Linked DNA regions of Mus musculus: all the other regions are linked to region 1. A link is a contact called in public HiChIP or PLAC-seq data. All regions are on one chromosome and are shown on one strand. Each heading gives the region's core, a stretch centred on a gene start, on an enhancer-like site or on the middle of the called end of the contact. The rest is flanking DNA. Distances are from core to core; before and after follow the strand shown. Region 1 holds the start of Resf1 (retroelement silencing factor 1). Region 2 has its middle 8.7 kb from the start of Gm38930. Region 3 has its middle 48 kb from the start of Resf1.

Region 1 (2,700 bases), core at 40-2,539:
CTTCATGTTCACCACCCATGTACCACCCTCTGTAGAAATCATAGTTTTAGGGGTCAAAATGAACCGACCAAGTCTACAGCTGCCAAAACAAGATTAGCAGTTCTCAGAAAAATAACAGTTCTCGGAAAAAGTCTCCTGCCCCACCTCGCACTAAATTCCGAGAAAAAACACAAACTGACCTTCTTGCCAGAATTCCCTGAAACATTAGTAGCTGACCAATGAGTTTTAAAATATACTGCTGCTTTGCTGACCCATCATAATATGGCTGTCCAACCCTCCACAAAATGTATAAAGGAACTATGCTTTCTGAGCTCTGGGGTTGACCCTCCCTGCGACGTGTCAGAACAATAAACCTCTTGCCATTGCAGCGATCTGTTGTCAAGTTGTGTTTTTGGGCTTGCGCACCCAGGGTAAAGCCTCGGAGGTCTTACACCTCCATTCCTTACCTAGGACCAATCAGCTTAAAAGTTAGCTGATAATACTTTGCCTAGTAAGCCTACTGCTTCCCTTCTTGCCCATTAAATGTTTTGTTATTTTCCCTATAAAAAGCCTACCCTGAGAGCAGACTAGGAATATAATTATGTTTCTGAGTTCTTTTTGCAGTCCTGAAGGTTTATTAATAGGGTAAGTGTTCAGTAAGTTGCTTAACTGGATCACTGTTCATATACTTTTGTTAGTATATGAACATGAATCTCTGAAGAATGATATCCCAGACTCAAATACTATGCAACAGCAAACAGCATTTATTGAACAAATTCCTGCACTCAGGAGCCCAATTCCATCAGGCCAATTCACTCTTTTCAGTTTGTGTGGCGATTCCTGAACCCCAACAATATATTTCCACTGGCCCTTGACGTTTCACTCCAGAAGCCCTTGTAGAAATATAGTTTTAGCAGTCAAAATGACCAGACCAAGTCTAAAGCTGCGAAAACAAGATTAGCAGTTCTCGGAGAAATAACTATAACAAATAATAACAGTTCTCCTGTCCCGCCTCGCACTAAATTCCAAGAAAAACCACAAATTGCTCTGACCTTGCTGCCAGAATTCCCCCGCGACATTGGTAGCTGACCAATGAGTTTAAAAATATTCTGCTGATTTGCTGACCCATCATAATATGATTGTAAGGCCTGGGGGTCTTACACCCTCAGGTGATTCTCATATAAATTCTAGGTGCAAGGCTGAGCTTTTTTCTCCCCTCAGACTGTAGAAGGCACACCTGCCCGGCACTAGGACCGCGGCCCTGGTGCAAGCGCTCGGGGGCGGAGTGGGGACCCAGCTGGACCCGCCCCAACGAAGGCTGCCACCAAACCTCTGCGCGCTCTGCGCTTGGCAGAGGCCTCGTCCCTTGCTATTGGCGTGTAAGCACCCGCCGGGCGGCAGGTCTGCTTCGGATCGGGCTTTTGTTCGGCCCCCTGGGCTCGGGGCTGGGTTTTCGCCACCTCTGTCCCGGCGGAGGGGCGCCGCCCGGGTCCTCGCTGTACCGCGGGGTCGCTGCGCGCCGGGCGGGCGCGGTCTGAGGTTGTTGGCCCGAGAAGCAGGCGGGCTTGTTGCAGCTAAGCGTCCCTTCCGGTTTCGGAAGGAGAAGCAGAGCTTTGTTTTGTTTTTCGGTTTCTTTCTGTCTCGGTCTTCCGCTCCTTGGCCCCCCTGCGACCCAGCGGAATTGCCTTGCGCTCCGCCTTCGAGCGCCCAGGCCTGTGTGAGCGCCGCGGCCCGCAGCATCTTGGAATCTGTTTGCATTTGTGGTACTTAAGAGTGCCTTCCTAGAAAAATGGAAAAACAGGTAAAGTGGGTGAGCTGGCTTGCATTTCAGTAGGCCAACTACAGAACTTGCGTGGGGATTTAAATTGTCTGCTGGGTGTGTTACAGTTAAGGGGAATCTTAAGTTTGTTTCTTGTTACCATTCAGATATACTAAGGTCTTAGTTATTGCTCCACTCAGCCCCCATCAGGTTCTCTTTTATCAGTCCACTAAAATTACTAAAGAAGTATTTTTGCTTTGGTATTAAAGGGCAGTAGTGGACTTGGAGAAGCCCGCTTGAATTCTAGTGGCAGGGAATATTTTGAGAGTAGCCTAATTCAGTAGTTTTGTTTTTAGCACAATTGAAATAAATTCAGTAAACTTAGTATGGTCTCAATGACACTGTAAGGGAAATGTACTAGACCTTAACTCTTGCTTTCTTGTTTCTTGATTTTCATAGAATTAGAGGCGTGAATACCTTGTGGAAGAGATTAAAAGGTAAAATTGTATTTACAGGTAAGTTTGCCTTTTATAAAGCCTATCCTGGTTCTACTGGATGACTATTTGCATTGTACCGTGGACTAACTTATTTTAGAATAAAGAGTATCATTGAATCAACACTAGTTAAACCTACAGAACTTGCCTAGCATGTGCTTGCCTTCAATTTTTGCATTTGGGAGACCAAGTCAGACAGATCTTTGAGTTAAAGGCTAGCCTAATCTACATACCAAATTTCAGTTTAGCTAGGACTGCATAGTGAAAGACTCAAAAAACTATCACCAAACAAAACTGTCACAGATCCAATGGGACACAGTAGATTTGATGGCAAAGCTTAAGAAATAATGTTGTTGGTATGGTACTTAACAATTTTATTTTTTGCCTTCATGAGATAGAGGAGAGATGATTTTTGCATTTTTTGTTTTGTTTTGAATTTTGGCAGTGTTCGAGATAGAACTCAGCCAG
Region 2 (2,700 bases), core at 96-2,595, 35 kb after region 1:
AAGGCAACGCTATTGTCCTGATCTCTGAATTGGGCCTCTCCCCCCCCCCCCAGAAGAAAAGAGGGTCAAAAGCGGGCCACCGGATGCACCGCTCCAAGAAAGTCAGCGCCGGATGTCCTGACCTCAAGATACCCTGATACCGCCAAGTTCCTGCTTCCCCGTGTAACTGCCTAAGAATGTGCAATTCTATTGCCCCCCTCCCCACTGATAAATACTTCTCCTTTTGCTTGTATTGCCCCATTCCTCCCGCTGATAAGTATCTGTACTTCCCGGTTTCCTTGTGCAATTCTACTGCCCCATCCTTCCTGCTGAAAGGCACTTCCCCTTTTGCTTGTGTATTTAAACCTTGGGCCTGGCTAATACATTTTGGGGTCTTGATACAACTTCAGAACGGTTTCCGTGTCGTTATTCGTACAAGACCCTCGTCTCTCTCTACCCCCCATTTGGTTATTAGGAGGAGGTCCCCTCGAGATCCTCGAATAACTGGACTTGCTGGATGGGTCACTTAGCTGGGTGGGATCTTGCCCCAAATTCACCATTCCCTTAATTCCATTTAATATCTTTAATCTGTTTATCTCCTTGAATACAGGATTTAGTTCCATTCCACTTTTTTGGTGCTTCTTTAATTTTTGAACCATACATTTTGTATTTTTAATTTCTCAGCTTGCTCTGTTTTATCAAAATGCTCTTTATAATAATGAACCACAGGATAAAGTCAATGAGAGGCTGTTTTGAGATTTCCTTTGCCATTGTAATTAAGCTAAGTCTCTTCACCTTAGCCTCAGGCAGACTCTTTAGATAGGGGCAAAAAGCAGCCACGTTCTTCTCTGAAACCTCTTTAGTCAGGCTCCCACATTTCAAATCACCCTCAGCACTACTACTGTCTTCCATGCTTCTACTAGTATGGCTACTAAGCAGAGCTTAAAACATTCAACTGCTTTCCTAACCTAAAGTCTCAAAAATCCACATATTACAAACAAAAGCATAGTTAGGCCTATCACAGCAATACCTCAGTCCCTGGTTTGTTTCTAGTGACCAGCATTACAGCAGGGTTGTGGAACTATGGAGGATGTATGGCAACAGTGAGAATGAAGATTCTGACTATCAGTTGACATTCAAGCAAGTGGCCCTAGTAGCTTGAACCATCTTTATTTATACACTCATAAGTCTGCTAACCTGAGCAATGTTGTTATTGTTTGTTTGTGTTCAAAGAAATCTAACATCAGCACTACAAAAGCCTCTTATGTTCCCGTACTACTTTCACTTCCTCCTCCTCCTTCCCCCTGTGCCAATCACCCTCTAACCTTATTTTGTACTACAAAGTACAGTTGGAGCAGGCCAAAAATAGATGTGTCTAGCCAAGCATATCCTGTGGACGTGAGCACATGCCCAGCTGGCAGCAAATGTGGCTACACAGTTATGCAAGGTGAGAGACAAATTAACCTTTGTGGGAATAAGCCCATTCCCCTCCATCCTTGAAATTTCAAAATAAAGTTAGTCTTTTCTGGCCTGGAGAAATGGCTCAGGGGTTAAAAGCACTGGCTGCTTTTCTAGAGGTCCTGAGTTCAATTCCCAGCAACCACATGGTAGCTCTTAACCATCTGTAATGACATCTGATACCTTTTTCTGGTATGTCAGAAGATAGCAACAGGGTACTCACATACATACAATAAATAAATCTTAAAAAAAAAAAGTTAGTCTTTTCCCCAGCAATCAAATAGCATTCCTCTGTCATAATAGTTTTTAATTGCAAACAGAGACATGCTCATTGTACCAAACAACCTTTCCTAATATGCACCCATCAATTCCTGATACTGTCTTTCCAAGAACCATTTTTTAGGTGTCTGTTTGTCAGATACAACTTCCCTTGAACAATTATGCAAGCAGGACCCATTGCTCTCCACAACTATTACATGCTTACTCAGCATGACTGTAGCTGTTTCTCTAGGGACATGGTCTTGTGTCCCAAAATGCCCAGGATTAATGGCCACATCTGGAGGATTGATAGAGGTAGAGGAAAGAGAGGAGGGTTTTACCTCTTCAAACAGTTTTGAGCCTGGCAGTGGTGGCACATGCCTTTAATCCCAGTACTTGGGAGGCAGAGGCAGGCAGATTTCTGAGTTCAAGGCCAGCCTTGTTTACAGAGTGAGTTCCAGGACAGCCAGAGCTACACAGAGAAACCCTGTCTAGAAAAAAAAAAAAAAAAACCAACCAAACAAACAAACAAACAAAAAACAAACAAAAAAGAAAAGAGAAGAGAAGAGAAAAGAAAAGAAAAGAAAAGAAAAGAAAAGAAAAGAAAAGAAAAGAAAAGAAAAGAAAAGAAAAACATTTTTGAGAAAAACAGAACCATCCACCAGGCTTTCAGCTTACATGATCCTTGCCTTGCCCACGACTGACAAAATGAAACTAAATATTTCTATAAGTATACATAGCATAGCAAAAGCAAGGAGCATAGCACACATGATTAAGCATAGAGGGTACCAAAATTCACCCACAGACCCTTGCTTTGTGGGGAGGGGTTTCCATGGGCCTTGCTGAATGGAGTAAGTACTATCATCAAAGCCCTCATATGCTGTTCCCTGCAGATGCTACATAGCCACCGCCACTTGGTACCAACCTCTGTCTTAGGGTTTCATTGCTCTATGACCAAGGAAAAGTTTTATAAAGAAAAATATTCAATTGAGGCTGGATTACAGT
Region 3 (2,700 bases), core at 35-2,534, 48 kb before region 1:
CTTTTTTTTTTTTTTTGATTTGTTTTGTTTTGATTTTTCAAGACAGGGTTTTTCTGTAGAGTCCTGGCTGTCCTGGAACTCACTTTGTAGACCAGGCTGGCCTCGAACTCAGAAATCCGCCTGCCTCTGCTTCCTGAGTGCTGGGGCCACCACCACCCAGCAGAATTATTATTATTATTATTATTATTATTATTATTTTTTTTTTTTTTTTTGGTTTGTTCAAGACAGGGTTTCTCTGTATAGCCCTGGCTGTCCTGGAACACCCGGCTTGAATTATTCTTTTTTAAAAAAGAGAACTGAGGGCTCTATGGCAGCCCAGGTTGTAGGCTCATGCTGTCCCCTTGTGCTTCCAGTTAGTTGCATTTTCTTTGGGAATGAACTTAATGTCTCAGTCCTGGTGAACATTTACATCTTAGCATTGAAATTTTGTTTGTCTCTAATAGGCCTGGTTAGCATATTATTTATTTTGGAGATATTTTGGAGGCAGCATTCCCTTAGCTCAATTCTAATTTCTGTGATTTGCTGTCTCCTAAGCAATTCTACTAGTAAATCCTTTATACCATTAATCCTATTACTTTGAGTTTCTTTTACATTCCTAATACTGCACTTCTGGATGTAGTAAGTCTTGAAATCATTGTGTAAAACTCCTTCAACTTTATTTTCAGAATTCTAGTCATTATTTATAGTGTTTTGTACTTCTAGGCTTGGATCTCCAATTAAACCCTTTTGTTGTTGTTGTTGTTGTTGTTAAATACAAAGAATGTTTTCCAGTTCCTTATATGACTTTAACAGAATAATACTTGCAAGCTGGGTGTGGTGGCGCACCCCTTTAATTCCAGCACTTGGGAGGCAGAGGCACGCAGGTTTCTGAGTTCGAGGCCAGCCTGGTCTACAAAGTGAGTTCCAGGACAGCCAAGGCTACACAGAGAAACCCTGTCTCCAAAAACAAAAAACAAAACACACACACACACAAACAAAACAAAAAAGAAAGCAAACAAAGCAAGCAAACAAAAAAAGAATAATACTTGCTCATGTGAACTATTGGTTTTCCCTGCCTTTTATGGAGTGTCATTTTCCTACCTCCCTGGTTGTTCTGGTGTCTTCAAGCCTTCTCCTTTGCCATCCTCCCTGATTGGGTTATACCCAAATTGAGAGGTTCCCATGTAACACCAGAGACCACAAGGAATCTGACTCATATGCAAAAACAAAGAGTCTTTATTCAAGCCTGAGCTCGGACTCTCCAACCTTTCTAACACAGTGGATAGGTGTGGGAGGTCCTGAGATGATGAAGCCTTGCCTTTTTATCACATGTACGGCAGGCTAGAGGGCCTTCCAACACAGCAGTTACATGATTGGTTAATATTTGAAAATCGTATCTTTGCACATTTCTATTGTCTAGTAATGATTTCAGCTTCTTATGCACAATTGTGGTTAACTTGTGTAATCTATTTCAAAACATCTGAAACATTAGGTACTTTCCTCTTAGGAGCTGATTGGCTGTTATTCAGGGTGGAGTGACTATTGTTACAAAAGTTATAGCTGTTGCTAGGGGTGGCTTGGCTCCTGGAACAAGTTGTGGTTTTTCCATGGCTTTGTCATGCACTCAGCCCCAGACATAAAAAGAAAGCTCCAAAAATTAAGAGGGATTTGAGGGTATGGATAGATTTCAGCTTTTGGAAATTGCTCAGAAAGTTTATGACAACCAAGAATCAGCTGAAAACAGACAGGGAAAGAAAACCAAAAAAAAGTTAAGAGAGAAAATAGGGAAAATGGGCTAGAAGAAAGGGAAAGAAAATGTTTGGAAAATGTGCCTATTTTAAGCAGAAGGGCCACAGGAAGAAGGAAAGCACTAGCTGAAAGAAAAAAAAAAAAAAAAAAAAGGGAAGCTGTCCCATTCTCCAACTAAATTGAAGGGGACAGGGGAGTTATATATATATATATATTTAGTAACTATATATAACTTAGCAATATGACTTAGTCCCTGGGAATCCAGGATGACCATAAGGATGGGGGGAACCTGTCAACTTCCTGATAGACACTGGGTCAGCTCACTCTGTCTTGAAAGAACTACTTAGACTCCTCACCTCCAAGAAAATAGTGATCCAAAGAGCTATAGGCCAAACACTCTATTTCCCATGGATATCTCTGAGCCTGTAGGAGACTATAACTCACTCTCTTCTGATTATGCCAGATTATTTTCTATACCCACTGACTGAGAGGGACTTGTTACAAAAACTCAGAGCCATCATCTCTTTTGAGGAAAACTTGGCTTATCTAACTCTAGACTCAGGCCAAACCCCTGTGAGCATTCTGATCACCTATTCTCTATTCCAGGAGTCTCTCTTATATGAGAACTCTGCCACTAGGAAGGAAGCGCTATCTACATAACTCAAGGTACCTGATATTTGAGCAGAAGGAAATCCACTAGGCTTGATAGCACACTGGCGCCCATTGTAGTTCAGTTATTAAGTTCTGCAATACCAGTGTGGGTTAAACAATGCCCCATGGGCCAGGAATTAACAAACACATCAAGCAACTGAGGCAGTCAGGAATTCTCATTTCCTGTCATTCTCCATGGAACACTCCCTTGCTTCCCATACTGAAACACAGTACTCAAAACTTTGACCAGTACAGTATTTGAGGGAAGTAAATAAATGAACAGAAACCATCCATCCCGAAGTACACTTATAACAACCCCCC

The links. HiChIP or PLAC-seq counts read pairs in DNA pulled down with a chosen protein or histone mark.
Region 2: an H3K4me3 HiChIP or PLAC-seq map of the 230-238 cell line shows a contact between it and region 1, with 60 read pairs. The contact joins the enhancer-like site here to the promoter of Resf1 in region 1. A contact is called at or near these places in 6 of 39 promoter capture datasets (the C10 cell line, liver, macrophages and 1 more), 11 of 484 Hi-C or Micro-C datasets (B cells, CD4 T cells, the G1E-ER4 cell line and 6 more), 12 of 115 datasets of contacts at active chromatin or transcription factors (the 230-238 cell line, the HPC-7 cell line, the SCID.adh cell line and 6 more) and 3 of 9 other capture datasets (adipose tissue, liver and pancreatic islet).
Region 3: a contact with region 1 is called in an H3K27ac HiChIP or PLAC-seq map of embryonic fibroblasts, with 27 read pairs. The contact joins the enhancer-like site here to the promoter of Resf1 in region 1. A contact is called at or near these places in 3 of 39 promoter capture datasets (the 3T3-L1 cell line, 3T3-L1-derived adipocytes and macrophages), 2 of 15 datasets of contacts at CTCF or cohesin (CD8 T cells and the NIH/3T3 cell line), 12 of 484 Hi-C or Micro-C datasets (the 3T3-L1 cell line, MC3T3-E1-derived osteoblasts, adipose-derived mesenchymal stem cells and 9 more), 8 of 115 datasets of contacts at active chromatin or transcription factors (bone marrow-derived dendritic cells, bone marrow-derived macrophages, embryonic fibroblasts and 4 more) and 4 of 9 other capture datasets (adipose tissue, liver, macrophages and 1 more).

Annotation. Positions count from the first base shown.
Region 1 is chr6:149,308,125-149,310,824 of GRCm38.p6, forward strand. It overlaps Resf1 (retroelement silencing factor 1), which reads left to right and starts at 1,290. Exons shown (of 5, transcript NM_026054.3): 1 at 1,290-1,780; 2 at 2,198-2,253.
Region 2 is chr6:149,342,671-149,345,370 of GRCm38.p6, forward strand. No RefSeq gene overlaps it. Among named protein-coding and RNA genes, the nearest start is that of Gm38930, 8.7 kb to the right of the region's middle. Within about 2 kb of position 1,346, at least 83 of the 459 cell types and tissues checked have an H3K27ac peak or open chromatin away from gene starts, as enhancers often do. A contact at or near this core is called in the 230-238 cell line, B cells, the HPC-7 cell line and 9 more, where this site is marked.
Region 3 is chr6:149,259,642-149,262,341 of GRCm38.p6, forward strand. No RefSeq gene overlaps it. Among named protein-coding and RNA genes, the nearest start is that of Resf1, 48 kb to the right of the region's middle. Within about 2 kb of position 1,285, at least 95 of the 459 cell types and tissues checked have an H3K27ac peak or open chromatin away from gene starts, as enhancers often do. A contact at or near this core is called in the NIH/3T3 cell line, adipose-derived mesenchymal stem cells, bone marrow-derived dendritic cells and 8 more, where this site is marked.